Regions from separate parts of the Macaca mulatta genome. Here region 1 is linked to region 2. A link is a contact called in public Hi-C data. All regions are on one chromosome and are shown on one strand. Each heading gives the region's core, a stretch centred on a gene start, on an enhancer-like site or on the middle of the called end of the contact. The rest is flanking DNA. Distances are from core to core; before and after follow the strand shown. Region 1 holds the start of SART3 (spliceosome associated factor 3, U4/U6 recycling protein). Region 2 holds the start of FICD (FIC domain protein adenylyltransferase).

Region 1 (6,979 bases), core at 525-3,024, 44 kb after region 2:
AGAATGTGGGCCGGGCGTAGTGGCTCAGGCCTGTAACCCCAGCACTATGGGAGGCCAAGGTGCGTGGATCCCCTGAGGTCAGGAATTCAAGAGAAGCCCGGCCAACATGGTGAAACTCCATCTCTACTAAAAATACAGAAATTAGCCGGGCGCAATGGGGCATGCCTGGATCCCAGCTACTGGGAAGGCTGAGGCAGAAGAATCGCTTCAACCAGGGAGGCAGAGTTTGCAGTGAGACGAGATGGTGCCACTGCACTCCAGCCTGGATGACGGGGCGAGACTCTTGTCTCAAAAAAAAAAAAGAGAATGTGCTCCATCTCTTCTGTTTGCCCCCTCCAAACACACCCTACCCTCTCCTCCCTGCCCTGTGTCCCCGAGTATAGACCCCATATACAGGTTTTCTGGCTCTTCAGCTTCCAGATGGGTCTGCCCAGCAGAAGGCACCAGCAGGGGAAGTTTGGTGGAAGGAAGAAAGGGAGGTCAAGGTATTTCTTCCCCCACCCCAATCCTTGACAGGAAACTGGGGCTGCATCCCTTGAACAAAGTTATCAGCAGGTCTCAGGTGCCCTCTCTACACAACTCAGATCATTCCCTTCACCCCTTCAGGCCCAAAGATGGACACCAGGTTCTGGAGTTACTAGCCATGGGATACTAAACCTTCACTCCTGATTTCCCTACCCACACCCTTACTTTCTCTCAGATCATCCTAATCTAAATGTGCCACCTATTTCCTGCTGAGATCCTGGATTATACAGTAGATATCACCACCTCGTAAGGTTACAAACGAAAGACCATGTTATGACTAGATGCTAGGCACTGGACTATAGATACTGTTACAACAATTATATTATGCAGACATTGTTGCTCCCAATCTGCAGATGAGGAAGCCGAGAGGATCAGAGAAATTAAGAAATTCTCACAAGGACATACAAGGGTGGAACAGCTAGAACTGAGGCCTTAACCTCCAGAACCAGCAAACCTTTCCATTTCTATTATCACCATCGCGGTCAATATTTTTCCTACCACAAGTTTCATCACCGCCGTCATTCCTACACAACAAAGTAACAGTCTCTTGTGAACGAGTGTATTTCTACTGTTGGACGTGTGGCTACGAGGGGGAGTTCTGGAATGGGATCAAAGTACGAGGCCTGACTTGCAGGAAGTATTATCTTGAGCAAGAGACTTTCCTCCACGAACCTCAGTTTCCTCCAATAAAATGGGGATAGATAACAGGGCTTCCTTCACAGGGTGGTGAGGAGGATTCAATGGGATAACATTTGCAAAGCACCGGGCACGCAGTAAGCACTCAAATGACAGGAGCTACGGTCATGAAAAAGGGGTTTGCAGCCTTGGCGGCTTTATGGCCGCCGAGGACTAGGGAGGCGGGCCAGGACACGGGGACCTGAGGACCTGAAAGACTGGAAGGTGCCCGCTGCCCACCCCCGGGCCCACCTGCTCCTCCAGTCTCTCAATCTCCAGCTGGTTCTTCTCCTCCTCTTCGTCATATTCCCACTCGTACTCCCCGGGGGAGCTCTCCGCGGAGGAAGCCATGGCGTACTCATCCCCATCGCTCTCGCTCACGCCTTCCTCCTGCTGATCCCACCCTGGCCCCACGGTCTTGTATGTCGCAGCGGCCACAGCCCGCGATAACACCTTCCTTCTTGTCCTCGCCGCCTTAACCTCATCCTCCTCTCCGTCAGCCTTGGGCCCAGCCTTGGACTCAGCCTCAGGTTCTGAAGCCGAGGTTGCGGCCGCAGTCGCCATCTTGCGCTTCTAATGACTCTCGGGTCTTCCCGCGGCCGCCAAAGACCCGCTGAGGCAGAAGCTGCCCGCGGCGCGCGCCTTATCAAAAGCCCGTTTTCTTGACACTGAAAGGGAAACTGGGAACCTTAGATAACGAGAAAATCTCCAAATACACTAAATTCATTTTATTTTATACCCCTGTAAAAACTCCCACCAGAGAAAAAACTCATTATCATGGCATACGTTCCGTCACAACTTCGGACAGAAGTTGGGTCTTTGGGCAGGAAGTGGAGGCCATAGAGGAAGTCATGGAGCGAGCGTGGTGTCTGTAGTAAAGAATTTGGCGCCATCTTGAGAAGGTCAAAGTGATTCTTAGAAAAAATACCTTACTTATCGCCTAGCGTGACCTGGCGCTTGGGTTTAGTCTCCCCAGCAACTGCACCTCAAACGCAAAGAAAACTGCAGGTCCTCGGGGAAGGATCGATTTCACCATTCAAGAGAAAAATCCATTTCCCAAAGAAATTCTTCCCCTTTATGTAAACATCTGGTACCTAGGAGGCGTTAAATACACTTGAGTTTTCCGGTTTTATAAGCTCACATACTGCAAACCAACAGTAAATACGCATTTCTTTAGAAATTCTTAATTGCTAGGCACCGACATATAAATTGAATTTGCTGTTGTTTTAGAGAGAAAAATAGACATATACTCATTTTTTTTCAATCAGGACATGGTGTTCGTTTCCTTCTTAAGCTTCCCATTGTTGAGGTAGGCAAGTACTGGAGTGTGTCTCTATCTCTACCTTGCTCCCTCATTAGCAAGCTTAATAGGCAGGAATTACGTCTGTTTTGCTTTCTGTTGGATCCCCGGGTCTAGTAGAGTGCCTTGACACATAGTAGGTACTCGACACAGATGCTGGCTTCATGATGAAGGAATTGTCCTCGAATTAATACAAAAGGGAAGATTCAGACTTAGCAAGCCGGTACCATTTGTCTAGGGACACACAGCCAGGAAGGAACCGAACCAGGATTCTAACCCAGGACTACCCAAGTTCGAATTCTAATTGAACCTAAGCCCTAAGCGACCTTGGACGGAGTGACCAAACTGCCCTGAATCTCAGCTTCCTTAGCTGCAAAATAGGGTTAGGAAAAGTGGACTCAGTGGTCCTCTGCGCCGCATTCCCACACTGCAGAAGCCTGAGATCCTCTCTCAACCAGAATCCAGCACCCAGGACAAGCCCTCTAGCGACTTCAGACCTTCCCGCTCCCGACCCCGCCCGCCCCCGAGAGGCGTGGTCAAGGCGGGGCCACAGGGCGGAGGCTTGCACGGAACGGTAAGGCGCAGGCGCAAAGCCTCGGTGACGCCAGAGAGGCGCGCTCCCAGCTCGGCGCCGACTCGCAGACGCGCCCCGCCCCTCGGCATCGCTCTGGACTGGCGCAGGCGCAAGCCGGCAAGATGGCGGCAGCTGGAGCTGGCCGTCTGAGGCGGGCAGCGTCGGCTCTGCTGCTCCGGAGCCCCCGCCTGCCCGCCCGGGAGCTATCGGCCCCGGCCCGACTCTATCACAAGAAGGTAGGGACAAACGAGGGGACACGCGGAATGCCGACTCGGGGGAGGCCTGGGCTGGAGCGGCGGCCGCGGGGTTCTACGCAGCCAGGACTAGCTGTCGCCTCCCACGTCTTTCCCCTGACTCACTTTCCCTTGCTACGCAGTGAGGCTCACTGCAACTGATAAACAACAGTTACCGCTTATCGGGCTGCGACTTCCAGGGGGCCCCGCCGCTGGCCGCGACTTCGTGCGTCCCAACTTTAAATTCGCCAACAGCCCAGGAGGCAGGGTCCTGTTGGGACTTGTCTTTTACAGTCCATTGACAGACACACCCCCGGAGCGGGCTCCGGCTTCAGCCACGCTGCTGCCCTGGCCAGATGACCTTGCGCTAGTCACTGCGCCTCTCTGAACTTGTTTCCCCAGGTGTAAATGAGGACTCTCAGCTGTCTCTTACAAAGGATACTGTGCATGGAGTCCTGTCATGGTTCCTGGCACATAGGCCCCAGCACGAGGAGACCGTTTTTGTTACTGCTTTAGGAGTGCATAGGGGAGTCAGACTTGTAACCAACATGCGTAGTGTTTTTGTTTTGTTTTGGGGGTTTTTTTGGCGGGGAAGGAGGGATAGATGCATAGTTTGCAGCCCCTTGCTGTCTGGTGACGCAAAGTCCCCCAGACGTGAGACTGCCACTCTAGAAACAGAATAAATCAACGTGGCACAAAAAGTCCCTCCGTTAGATACTATCCTATAGGGGCCTTTACTTGGAGTCAAAATCCTTAGATGGGGAGGAAAAGGGGACTGGAAGATCGGGGTGCTTACTACTAACCAGTAACCACATTAAGGCCTTCTGTGTGCCAGTTCGAATAGATGTTGATTCTGATCTGGCCTCTGCCCTTTCTCCAAGGGCTTCTTCACTCCTCCCCCTCCCGGCGGTGTGTTTCGTTGAGGGTACACCCCGAGGAAACTTGGACTAGCAGCCTTTCAGCAGCCAGGGTGCGCTGCTGCACCAGGGTGATGACAGGCTCTGAAATACGGTAATGGCACTGTTTTTATTTTGAAAGACACATAAACGTACACATTCCATAGCATTGTTCTCTGTGTAACAGTCACCTTAAGGCTTCTAAAAGTTTTCCCTTCCTGGGCCATAGTTATTTTTAGAATTTTTAAATAGTAATCATCCTTTGAGGATAGTTTTTATTTGAAAATAACAAAACTGCTGTTTGAGCCCAAGTCTGGTGATGTAGGTGGGTAAAAGTCAAGTATTTTTGTAAAAACCCTATGGAATTAAGACATGATTTCACTGATATTTTTTTCTTCTAGGTGTCGCTAATCTGTGAAGTAGTTGTAGAGGAGACACAAAAGGAATTGGGGGTCACAAATGGTTCTCACTGACATGAGTGTAGACCTTTCTACTCAGGTGAAATTTGGTGATTGCCTGCCAGGTTCAAGATGCTGACTTCCAGGAGCTTGCCACCATACCAGAGACCAGCACCAATAGAGAGTGAACACGATTTATCTTAACCCTCTCATTTTAGGTTGTTGATCATTATGAAAATCCTAGAAACGTGGGGTCCCTTGACAAGACATCTAAAAATGTTGGAACTGGACTGGTGGGGGCTCCAGCATGTGGTGACGTAATGAAATTACAGGTATGGCTAGTCTTTAATAGTGATAACAATAATCCCTTTAAGTTTACAAAGCACTTGCACATACAGCATTTCACTCGGTCTCCATCTTTATTCCTGTGAGATGGGATGAGTCCATGTTAGACATGATTGGAACAGGGCCTCAATCGTAGCTCTCCTGCTAGGCTAGTGTACTATGCCGACTTTTTCCGAAATAGAAAAGTAATCTCATTTTTGTACTCACTGTATAAGTTTAAATTCCAACTTCAGCCAACGAAAGAGTTTTGTAAATTTTACTGATCAAAGGAAAATCCCAGTGAGCTAGCAGTCCCCAATGAGATAAGAAACACAGTAAATTAAACCTGTCCCCAGATTGGGAGCAACATGAAGATAGTGTCTAGTGCTTTGGGTAAACTGTTGTTGTAGCGCCAATCTGCTGCTTCATGGTGAGTGGGCAGCTTGCCAGAGATCTTCATACCTATCTTGGAATACAGAAACAAAACAGGAGGAAACCACTAAGTATAATCTGCTGCCCAAGAAAAAAGTATTAACCAGAGACCTTTATTGTGTACTCTCTCAGTGTTTAAGAGGCAGATTGCCCCAGCAGCTGTGAGCAGACTGCCTCAAATAGAAGTTCATAGCCAAAATGCAAGCCAGAGTCGCAAAACAAAATAATATTGGGGTGGAGGAACATATTTTTCAGCTGATCTTTGTCAGTTGGGCCTGGATAGTTGTCCCTGCATTTCACTTTTCATCACTGAGCTCTCTGAAACAAGGCAAAATCAGTAATTAATACCATCACTTAGTATGGAAAGCAAGCCCAAAGCCCTTGGGGAAGGCCCCAATGAAACTTCGTGAGTGCCAAGTTCCAGAGGGTGGTCCTAGGACTCACCACTTAACTCTTGTCTCTTTTCTAGATTCAAGTGGATGAAAAGGGGAAAATTGTGGATGCTAGGTTTAAAACATTTGGCTGTGGTTCTGCAATTGCCTCCAGCTCATTAGCCACTGAATGGGTGAAAGGAAAGACGGTAAGGTTGCTCACAAATCTGACAGAATGAAATTGCATTCACCCCAAGCCTGTCTCTTGACGGGTCTAATGGGTCAAAAACAACCATAACTTTTTTTTAATATTCTGAATTTTTAAAGTTTCTGCTATACAGATGTTGATTATATTAATTCTTCAAATTGGGAATTATAGATCATTCTAGATGATGTTTGGGTTTTTTTCTTGTTGATCATTTTGTTTGTTTGTTTGGGTGTTAATTACATACAAAAAAGATCCTCACCTGTCCCTCTAACAAAATAGAATTTAGAAGAAATCTTTGGCTTTCTCTAAGGTTACCAATACTCTTATAATTTGTCAAGTCAGAGAGTTGTTATATGGTAGTTATTTTCTTGCTTATTTCCTCTCATGTTTCAGGAAGGGTTCTAGGTGGCTTACAAGGATTGGTGAAATAAACTAGCGTGTGTTAAAAGAGGGATTAAAGAATCAAAAACACAGCAAGGGTAGGGGCAAAGTGAACAACGAAATCAGAACAGTGATCCAGGTGGCTGATCACAAGCCCTCTAAAGGCAGAGATAATAAAGAGCTAGAACTTCTCTTTCATCCCTTTCTCTCCGAAGTGTCTTTCCCTGGTAGCTGCAGAGGTCAAAGGTCCCAAAAGCAGTGAAGAGCTGGACTTTCTAAAATCCAGTTGCTGTCAGAACCTCTCAGAAAAGCCAACCATCATGGCACTCATCTTTGCTGCCCCAAGGGACCAGGTGCAGGGAGCTGAGTCATGGAGGAGCATGCTTGGGAGCTGGCCAGCTCCACGGCAGAGCGGTTTGCCAGGCCACGTGCCACCTGCTTCCTGTGGCTCACGGCCTTCTGGCTGGCAAGCTCCTGTGGGCCAGGAAGCTCAGACCTAACCTGCTCTGGCAGGAGGTAGCCCTGAAGTGGTTTGTCAGGAACTGTCCTCAGGTGAAGGGAGAAATGAGACAAGGCACTTATGCTCCCAGAACCTGGCTCTTAGGGGACTGTGAATTGTGATCAGAAAATGGGAGAGAGAACATTTCTTTAACCTTTAAACT
Region 2 (7,779 bases), core at 4,684-7,183:
ACCATCCAGCTAAACTGCTCCCAGATTATTGACCCACACAATATAATGTAAAGAAAAAAACGTTTGCTATTGTTTTAAGCTACTACGCACTGGGGTTATTTGTTACACAGCAATGGATAACAGACATAGGGTGGATGTCAGAAATTGTCTCAAGAAGATGACTTTATGAAGATTTCTCCTCCTTCTTCCTTCCCCTACCCTCAAAGCATTTTTACAGTAGAAGGTGACATGTTAATGGGTAGGGAATCTAGAGATTTGGATTTGTATTCTGGCTCTGTCCTTAGTTTTCCCACCTCCGAAGCTGAGGAGCTAACATGTAACCTGAGATCTCTGAAAGCCTAGGGTCTCATAATGGTCAAAACCTTAAGTTTTGAGTCAGGAAGACTGGTCATGAACCCTGGCTCTGCCACTTGCTTGCTGTGTGACCTCAGACTAATTACTCAATTTCTCTGAGCCTCATTTTCACCTTCTATAAAGTGGGTTTAATAATATCTGCTTCATGGCATTGTTACAAAAATTCCACCAAATACCCTACAAATTACTTAGCACACAGTAAGTGCTCAGTTGTTACCACTACCAAAAATGAGGTAGCATGGTGGGTACGATTATTTCCACTTGTAGCTAAGATACAGGAGGCTCAGAGGAGCAGTCAGAGGATTTCGTTGGTCTGGATTTTCCAATGCCCCCCCACCCAAATGATTCTTTGAGAAACTTTGTCCTAGAGAAACTTTCACACATGTGTCAAAAAATCATACAAGTACTTCACTGCAGTCTGTGATAGGGAAAGATTGGAAACAATCCAAATTCTCATCAACAGGTAAATGGGAAATAAATTGGAAATGGAACACTATACAGCACTGTAAAACTAATGAACCAGAACTATGCATATCAGCATGAGCATAAATCGCTAACACATAATTCTGAACCCCAAAATGTAGAAGGATCCACAGAGTATACATCATGTGTAAAAATCTGTAGAATATCATTATATATTATTTATAGATACATGCATATGGATAAAAGCAAAAAACCATGCATGGGGGCAGAAGCACCAAATTCAACATGATAGTGACCTCTGGGAGGGAGGGAAGGGCATGTGAAGGGGAGGCTTCAGTGTATTGGTGACATGGTATTTCTTAAACTGGATGGCAGGTACACAAGTGCCCATTGCACTGTTGATGTCTTTTGGATATCAGAAATATTTCATCATTTAAAAATAGATGTGGCCAGTTGTGGTGGCTGATACTTATAATCCCAGCACTTTCGGAGGCTGAGGTGGGAGGATTTCTTGAGCCCAGGGGTTAAAGACCAGACTGGGCAACATAGTGAAACCCCATCACTACAAAAAAAAAAAAAATTGTTTAAATTAGCCGGTCATGGTGGCATGCACCTGTAGTCCCAGCTACTTGGGAGACTGAGGCAGGAGGATCACTTAAGCCCAGGAGGTTGAGGCTGTAGTGAGCTGAGATCGTGCCACTGCACTCCAGCCTGGGTGACAGAGTGAGACCCTGTCTCCACACACACACACACAAAAATTTAATTAGTCGTAGTGGCACACACCTGTAGTCCCAGCTACTTGGGAGGCTGAGGCAGGAGGATCATTTAAGCCCAGGAGGTTGAGGCTGCAGCGAGCCGAGATTGTGTCACTGCACTCCAGCCTGGGTGACAGAGTGAGACCCTGTCTCAAAAATAAATAAATGTGCATGGAGAAATATGGAGTAGAATTGTGAATGTGTATTTTTTTCTTCTCGTTTTTTGTGGATTCTGTATCTGTAATGATCTCATGTTGTTTTTAAGAAATAAAATAGTTGTTTGACAGGTGAAAAGCAGTTATGTTTAATTTTTTCCAAGTAAGAAGTATCACTTCCCCAAATGATTTGCTCTGAAAACAACACTCATCGGCATACCTGAGTTTTGAAATACTGGTGATTTGAGACCATATGACACAAGAAACGTCCTGAGGCCAGAACACAAGCCTTTAGCCCAGTGACACTCACATGGGGTCCCCCAAGCCCTGTTTCTTGGGGATACCTCAGAAACTGGGTCTGACCCCACCAGGTATGTCTTGTTTGTCTGTTTGTTTGTTTGTTTTGAGACGGAGTCTCGCTCTGTCGCCCAGGCTGGAGTGTAGTGGCGAAATCTCGGCTCACTGCAAACTCCACCTCCCCGGGTTCACACCATTCACCTGCCTCAGCCTCCCAAGTAGCTGGGACTACAGGCGCCCGTCACCACGCCCGGCTAATATTTTGTATTTTTAGTAGAGACGGGGTTTCACCATGTTAGCCAGGATGGTCTCCATCTCCTGACCTCATGATCCGCCCGCCTCGGCCTCCCAAAATGCTGGGATTACAGGCGTGAGCCACTGTGCCCAGCCCCCACCAGGTATGTCTTAAAAGGAGGATTAATCAGTAGCAGGGAGAAGGGCTGCTGGGCTCTCTTTTTCAGCCACAGCATTAAGTTAAAAAGAGAAAAAAAACCAGGGGTAGAAGTGAAGCAGCAAGAACAGGTGTGGTGTATTTTCTTTTTAATGACGTCGAGTCATTCTGCAGCCAACTCAATGCCATGTAGCCTCAAGCCGGGGAGTTTTGTTTTTCCTAAGCAATAGAATCCGACTCTGCCAGCAAGAAGCGCTTGACTGCTGTTCCTTAAACATGCAGAAGGGTTTTTTGTCTTGTTTTGTTTTGCATAATGGACACATTTCCCATGCAGCGACTTTCTGGGTTCTTTGTCATATGTCAAGGTAAGCGTTTAGAAAACTCCTCCGTGGGCCACGGGGAGGCAATTTTCACCTAATACAGAATGCTTAAGATGGAGAAAGCCAACTTTTCAATATCGCTTCAGGGACCATATTTTGTGCATTCAACACAGCTGAATGCAGACAAAGTCAAGAGTTAAAATTGAGTGTAAACTCCTGACAAGGAGATTGAAAGGGGGAAGTGATGGCTGGTGAATTACTGCCCCCTGGTGGCCACACACAGTAATGGGCTCATTTTGCTGTAATAATCCTTTTGAGTCTTCCTGTTTTCCCCTGCCATCTTCCATTACCCTCTACAAAGGGCTTGCAATCTGGCGGCCCTGGAAAGCCAGCCGGCAGCCATGCCAATTGCCTTAAAATCTGGAGATACTGCGTAAAAAATCTAGGCCTCACATATCTTTTGAAAAATTGAAAACTCTGTCCACTTTTAGACTGCATCCCAGCTAATAAATATGGGTTCCAGCTGAGAAGCTGCTACCCACTTTAGACAAGGTATGTGCTCTCAGATCTGCCACACTCCCCACCTCTCCCTATTGTCTCATGGCCAGTAAGTTTTACTCATTAGCCATTCCTGCATAGCTTCTGGATTTACTACTCGTAGCCTAAGCTAATTAAAGAGCTAACAAAGAGAGGAGGGTGCCTTCAGAAGCAGACGATTACATTGCTTTACACCTGGGTGTGGACAGGAGTCGACCAGTCTCATAATACCCAGCTCAGTGAGGATAAGTGACTTGTTCAAGGTCACCCAGCTAGCAAGCGGCGGGCCTTGCATTTCAATGCACATCTGTCTGATCCCAGAGCTTCACTGTTTTCTAATATACCAACAGTCACCCATACCTACCAGGCCCTCCTCTGGGGAAGGTTTTTACAAAGACATACTTGGGCCATCAGGAAGTGCAATTCAGAGGACTCCAAAAGAAAAATGTTCATGACCTTTGTTGAAAAGATTAAAAATGAGAAGCCACCAAAATAATCACCACCCTGATTTTGTTCCTTAAAAACTATGGATCTTCTGGTCAGGCACGGTGGCTCAAGCCTGTAATTCCAGCACTTTGGGAGGCCAAGGCAGGCAGATCACTTGAGGTCAGGAGTTGAAGACCAGCCTGGCCAACATAACGAAACCACGTGTCTATTAAAATACAAAAAAATTAGCCGAGTGCAGTGGCACACGCCTGTAATCCCTGCTACTCAGGAGGCTGAGGCAGGAGAATCGCTTGAATCCAGAAGGTGGAGATTGCAGTGAGCCAAGATCACATCACACTCCAGCCTGGGTGACAGAGCAAGACTGTCTCAAAAAAAAAAAAAAAAAAAAAAATTAGCCTGTGTGTGCCTGTAGTCCCAGCTACCAGGGAGGCTGAGATGGGAGGATCACTTGAACCCAGGACATGGAGGTTGCAGTGAGCAAGATCACGCCACTGCACTCAAGCCTGGGCAACAGAGTGAGATCCTATTTCAAAAAAGATAGATATGTGATTGATAGATAGATAGATAGATAGATAGATAGATAGATAGATAGATAGATAGATACATACATACATACATACATATATACATACCTAGTTTGCTCTGTGCCAGATGTATAGAATCTCATTTCACCCTCACATAAAACCCTGTAAAGCGGTAATATCACATTGTGTGCAGTTTACAGAAAAGCCTAGACAGATGATCAACTAGATCAAGTCACTTGCTGAATGTGATTCAGTTTGCAAGTGGCAGAGCTGGGATTTGAACCCAGGGCTATGTGACTCCTAACAGTGACACCCACAACCACCACCTAGCCCTGCCTCCAAGAGCAGTACCTGTCACAGAGGAGGTCAGATCTTGAAGCATCAAGCCTTCTGCAAATCCTGAACTGGATGCCAAAAGCAAGGTAGGCCGTTTGTCCCCATTTTACAAGTGGGGAAAGTGAGGCTAGGAGTAACATGCCCACGGTGACACAGAGAGTAAATGGCAAAGTCTGAATTTGAGCTCAGGTCTCTCTGACTCCCCAGAATCTGAACTGCTGATTTCTAAATACTTAGTGTTTCTGGGGCACCTCCCTAGATGTTTAATTTCAGTATTTGTGGATTAAGATGGAGGTTTCCATTCTCTGCTTCAAGGAAAAAATTTCTCTATGGGAAGCCAAAAGAACTAGCCAGATCCTTCTGGAGAGGATACAAATTAAAAAGTCAGGGAGGACCGAGGGGGTGGCTCATGCCTGTAATCTTAGCGCTTTGGGAAGCCAAGGTGGAGGAAGAGCTTGAGGTCAAGAGTTTGAGACCAACCCTGGTGACATAGCCAGACCCTGTCTCTAAAGAAAATAAAAAATCAGAAATAGGTCGGGCGCGGTGCCTCACGCCTGTAATCCCAGCACTTTGGGAGGATGAGGCAGGCAAATCTTCTGAGGTCAGGAGTTCGAGACCAGCCTGGCCAACATGGTGAAACTCCGTCTCTACTAAAAATACAAAAATTAGCCGGGCGTGATGATGTGCGCCTGTAATCCCAGCTACTCGGGAGACTGAGGCAGGAGATCGCTTGAACCCCGGAGGCGGAGGTTGCAGTGGGCCGAGATCGCGCCACTTCCCTCCAGCCTGGGCAACAGAGTGACTCCGTCTCAAGAAAAAAAAAAAAGAAAAGAAAAGAAAAAGAAAACTCGCCGGGCGTGGTGGCACGCACTTGTAGTCCCAGCTACTTGGGAGGCTGAGGTGGGAGGATTGCTTGAGCCCAGGAGGTGGAGGCTGCAGTGAGCTGCAATTGCTCCACTGCACTCCAGCCTGGGCGACATAACGAGATCCTGTATTTTAAAAGAAAACAAAAGTTGTTTAAGTCAGGGAGGAAAAGACACAGAGAGGGAAAGAGAAAATTAGAAGGCGGCGGCAAATTCAGCAGCACGGGGTGGAGGCTAAGAACAGGGGCTGCGCAGTCAAGGAGGCTAACAGGGTGAAGGGGTGGAAAGCATCTGCTTCTTCATTTCACGCCAGGGAAAAATGAGGCACACGACAGCGGATCCGGGACGAGGAGACCCGAGGAAGGCACCGCCGTGGAACTTAGAATTTCCGGGCCAGCCACCTAGCGTGCCGCAAATCCCCACGCGCGTCGGGTTTCCAGCACCTGCTCCTCCCGTCTGTGGCCTAGGCTCCGCCCCTCCCGCTGCTTATTGGCTGCTACATGAACGGGACAAACGCAAGCGACAACCAATGGGAGTGGCCCACGGCGCGTCTTTCCCGGGGAAGCCGAGGCGGACGCGGGAACCCGGAAATGCGAGGGAAGGACAAGTGGAGAAAGCCAATCCGCCGAGACGAGGGCTGCGGGCGGTTCAATGGCGAGTCGCCGAGGGCGGGGCCAGAGGCCGGCGGAGAAGGAGGACCCGGGAGCCGGCGGCCTCGGAGCTGGGAGCGCGGGGAAGGCGGTTGGGGTTCTGACAGCCGCGCGCGGTGAGAAGGGGGCAAGCCCGAGGGGCTCGAGAGGACGGAGCCGGGAAGGGTGCGGCGGGGCCGCGAGCTCTGGGCGGGGTTCGGGAAGGGGAGGCTCTGCAGTCCTGGAGGGGACTTGGACCGGTCCCCTCTCCTCTCCCGGCCTCAGTTCTCCTTTTCTTGGGAAGTGTGGGGGAGAGATTCGCGCCTCCTGGAACGCATTCCTTCCCCGCACACACCCCTGGCACCGGCGAACTGCCCCTTGCCTGTACCGCCCCGTCCAGGAGCCTGTCCCCTCGGGAAGCCACCCCTGGACCCGCGCAGCACTCCAGGCGCACCCGTTAAAGCTCATCGCAAGCCATTTCTCATGTTCTGTGGCAAAGGGCCAGGCTCCACATAAGACTCCGAACCCCCGATCCATCAGTCATTCCCGGGTCAGTACCAGCCCAGAGCAGGTGCACAGGCCCTGCTTAGTAATAAGGTAGAAGTTGAGACCCGGGGACCGGGCTCAGAGGCCCTGGTGTTTCCTTCCGGATGCCTCTGTTTACCTCTTGTGGGCCTTCTGGAATTTAACTTATGCTCTCTGTGCCTTGGTTTCCCTTGTCTGTAAAATAGAGCTAGGGGTAGCTCTTCTTTCATAGGGTGGCATGAGGGTGAAATGAGGCAATGTGTGGCCAGTACACAGCTCAGCACCTAGCACACCATAGTTGCTTAATAAGTGCTTATTGTTAGCATAGTGTTTGCATACCTGGCCCCCCTCCACTTCCACTGCCAGCCCCAAGTACATACAAGCCCTGTTGTCACTGAGGCCAAGCACTGTGGCCCACAGCCTGAGTTCCTTTCGAGATGCTCGAACTGCTCCTCCTCCTGGTGGGGTCCCTTCTGGACAGGCCAGAAACGGAAGGCCAGAGAGGGGAAGGGCACTGTGGGAGCTGTGGCTGAATATCAAGGTGAGGGCAATAAATGAGGCCACCCAACAGTTGTGCTTATCAAAGATTGGGTGTCAGAAGTGCTGTGGCTGATCTGCATGTGTGCCTGTCAGTCATTTGTGTCCCAAATGTTTGACATATGTCCACAAATCCAGTGTCTGTAGTCAGAAGCCACAGGGATGTATGGAAAGGGGGAACACGTTAGAGCCGTGGGGTTCCTGAGTTCCAGGTCCTAAGGCTGTCACTTGCTCCCGGCGAGACTTTGGGCAAGGGACTTCACCTCTCTGAACCTCAGTTCCCTCACCTGGAGAGTGGGATGAAAACATCAGCTCAAGTTGAAGACTATGACCCATGGGAGGCCTTTGTTGCTTAGCACAGGGCCTGGATTACAGCAAGTGCTCAATAATTGTTGGACCACAGCAGTGTTATTTTCACAGTCACACTGCTCAGGAGGTGGCACCAGTCCTTCTAGGCTGGTCCCTCCTCTAGTGAGATCCACTCCTTGACTTGCCCCCACCCCGTCTCTCTAGTGAGCTAAAAGAGGAAGTCTCCAAACCCATCTTCCTGGCTGAAGTCACGCCGTGTCCTGAACGTGTCTATTTCTCCTGTGACTCTTGGCTCCTTGCAGATCCTGCTGTGTCTCAGCTGCCTGTGGACATGCGCAAAGGGCCCTCTCCTGAGTCCAGATGATGCTCATGCCGAT

Evidence for each region. A called contact is a pair of places that touch in the nucleus more often than the background predicts.
Region 1: a Hi-C map of fetal cortex germinal zone shows a contact between it and region 2, with 2.4 times the contacts expected there. The contact joins the promoter of SART3 here to the promoter of FICD in region 2. A contact is called at or near these places in 2 of 14 Hi-C or Micro-C datasets (CD4 T cells and fetal cortex germinal zone).

The regions. Positions count from the first base shown.
Region 1 is chr11:115,687,892-115,694,870 of T2T-MMU8v2.0, forward strand. SART3 (spliceosome associated factor 3, U4/U6 recycling protein) reads right to left here and starts at 1,775. Exons shown (of 19, transcript NM_001257555.1): 1 at 1,453-1,775. The coding sequence starts at 1,764. It overlaps LOC144333019 (a long non-coding RNA gene), which reads left to right. Exons shown (of 2, transcript XR_013401325.1): 2 at 146-1,778. It overlaps ISCU (iron-sulfur cluster assembly enzyme), which reads left to right and starts at 3,144. Exons shown (of 5, transcript NM_001261474.1): 1 at 3,144-3,310; 2 at 4,820-4,933; 3 at 5,827-5,937. The coding sequence starts at 3,197.
Region 2 is chr11:115,640,048-115,647,826 of T2T-MMU8v2.0, forward strand. It overlaps FICD (FIC domain protein adenylyltransferase), which reads left to right and starts at 5,934. Exons shown (of 3, transcript XM_001095158.5): 1 at 5,934-6,168; 2 at 7,705-7,779. The coding sequence starts at 7,763. The region is part of intron 1 of LOC107001006 (a long non-coding RNA gene); the gene reads right to left.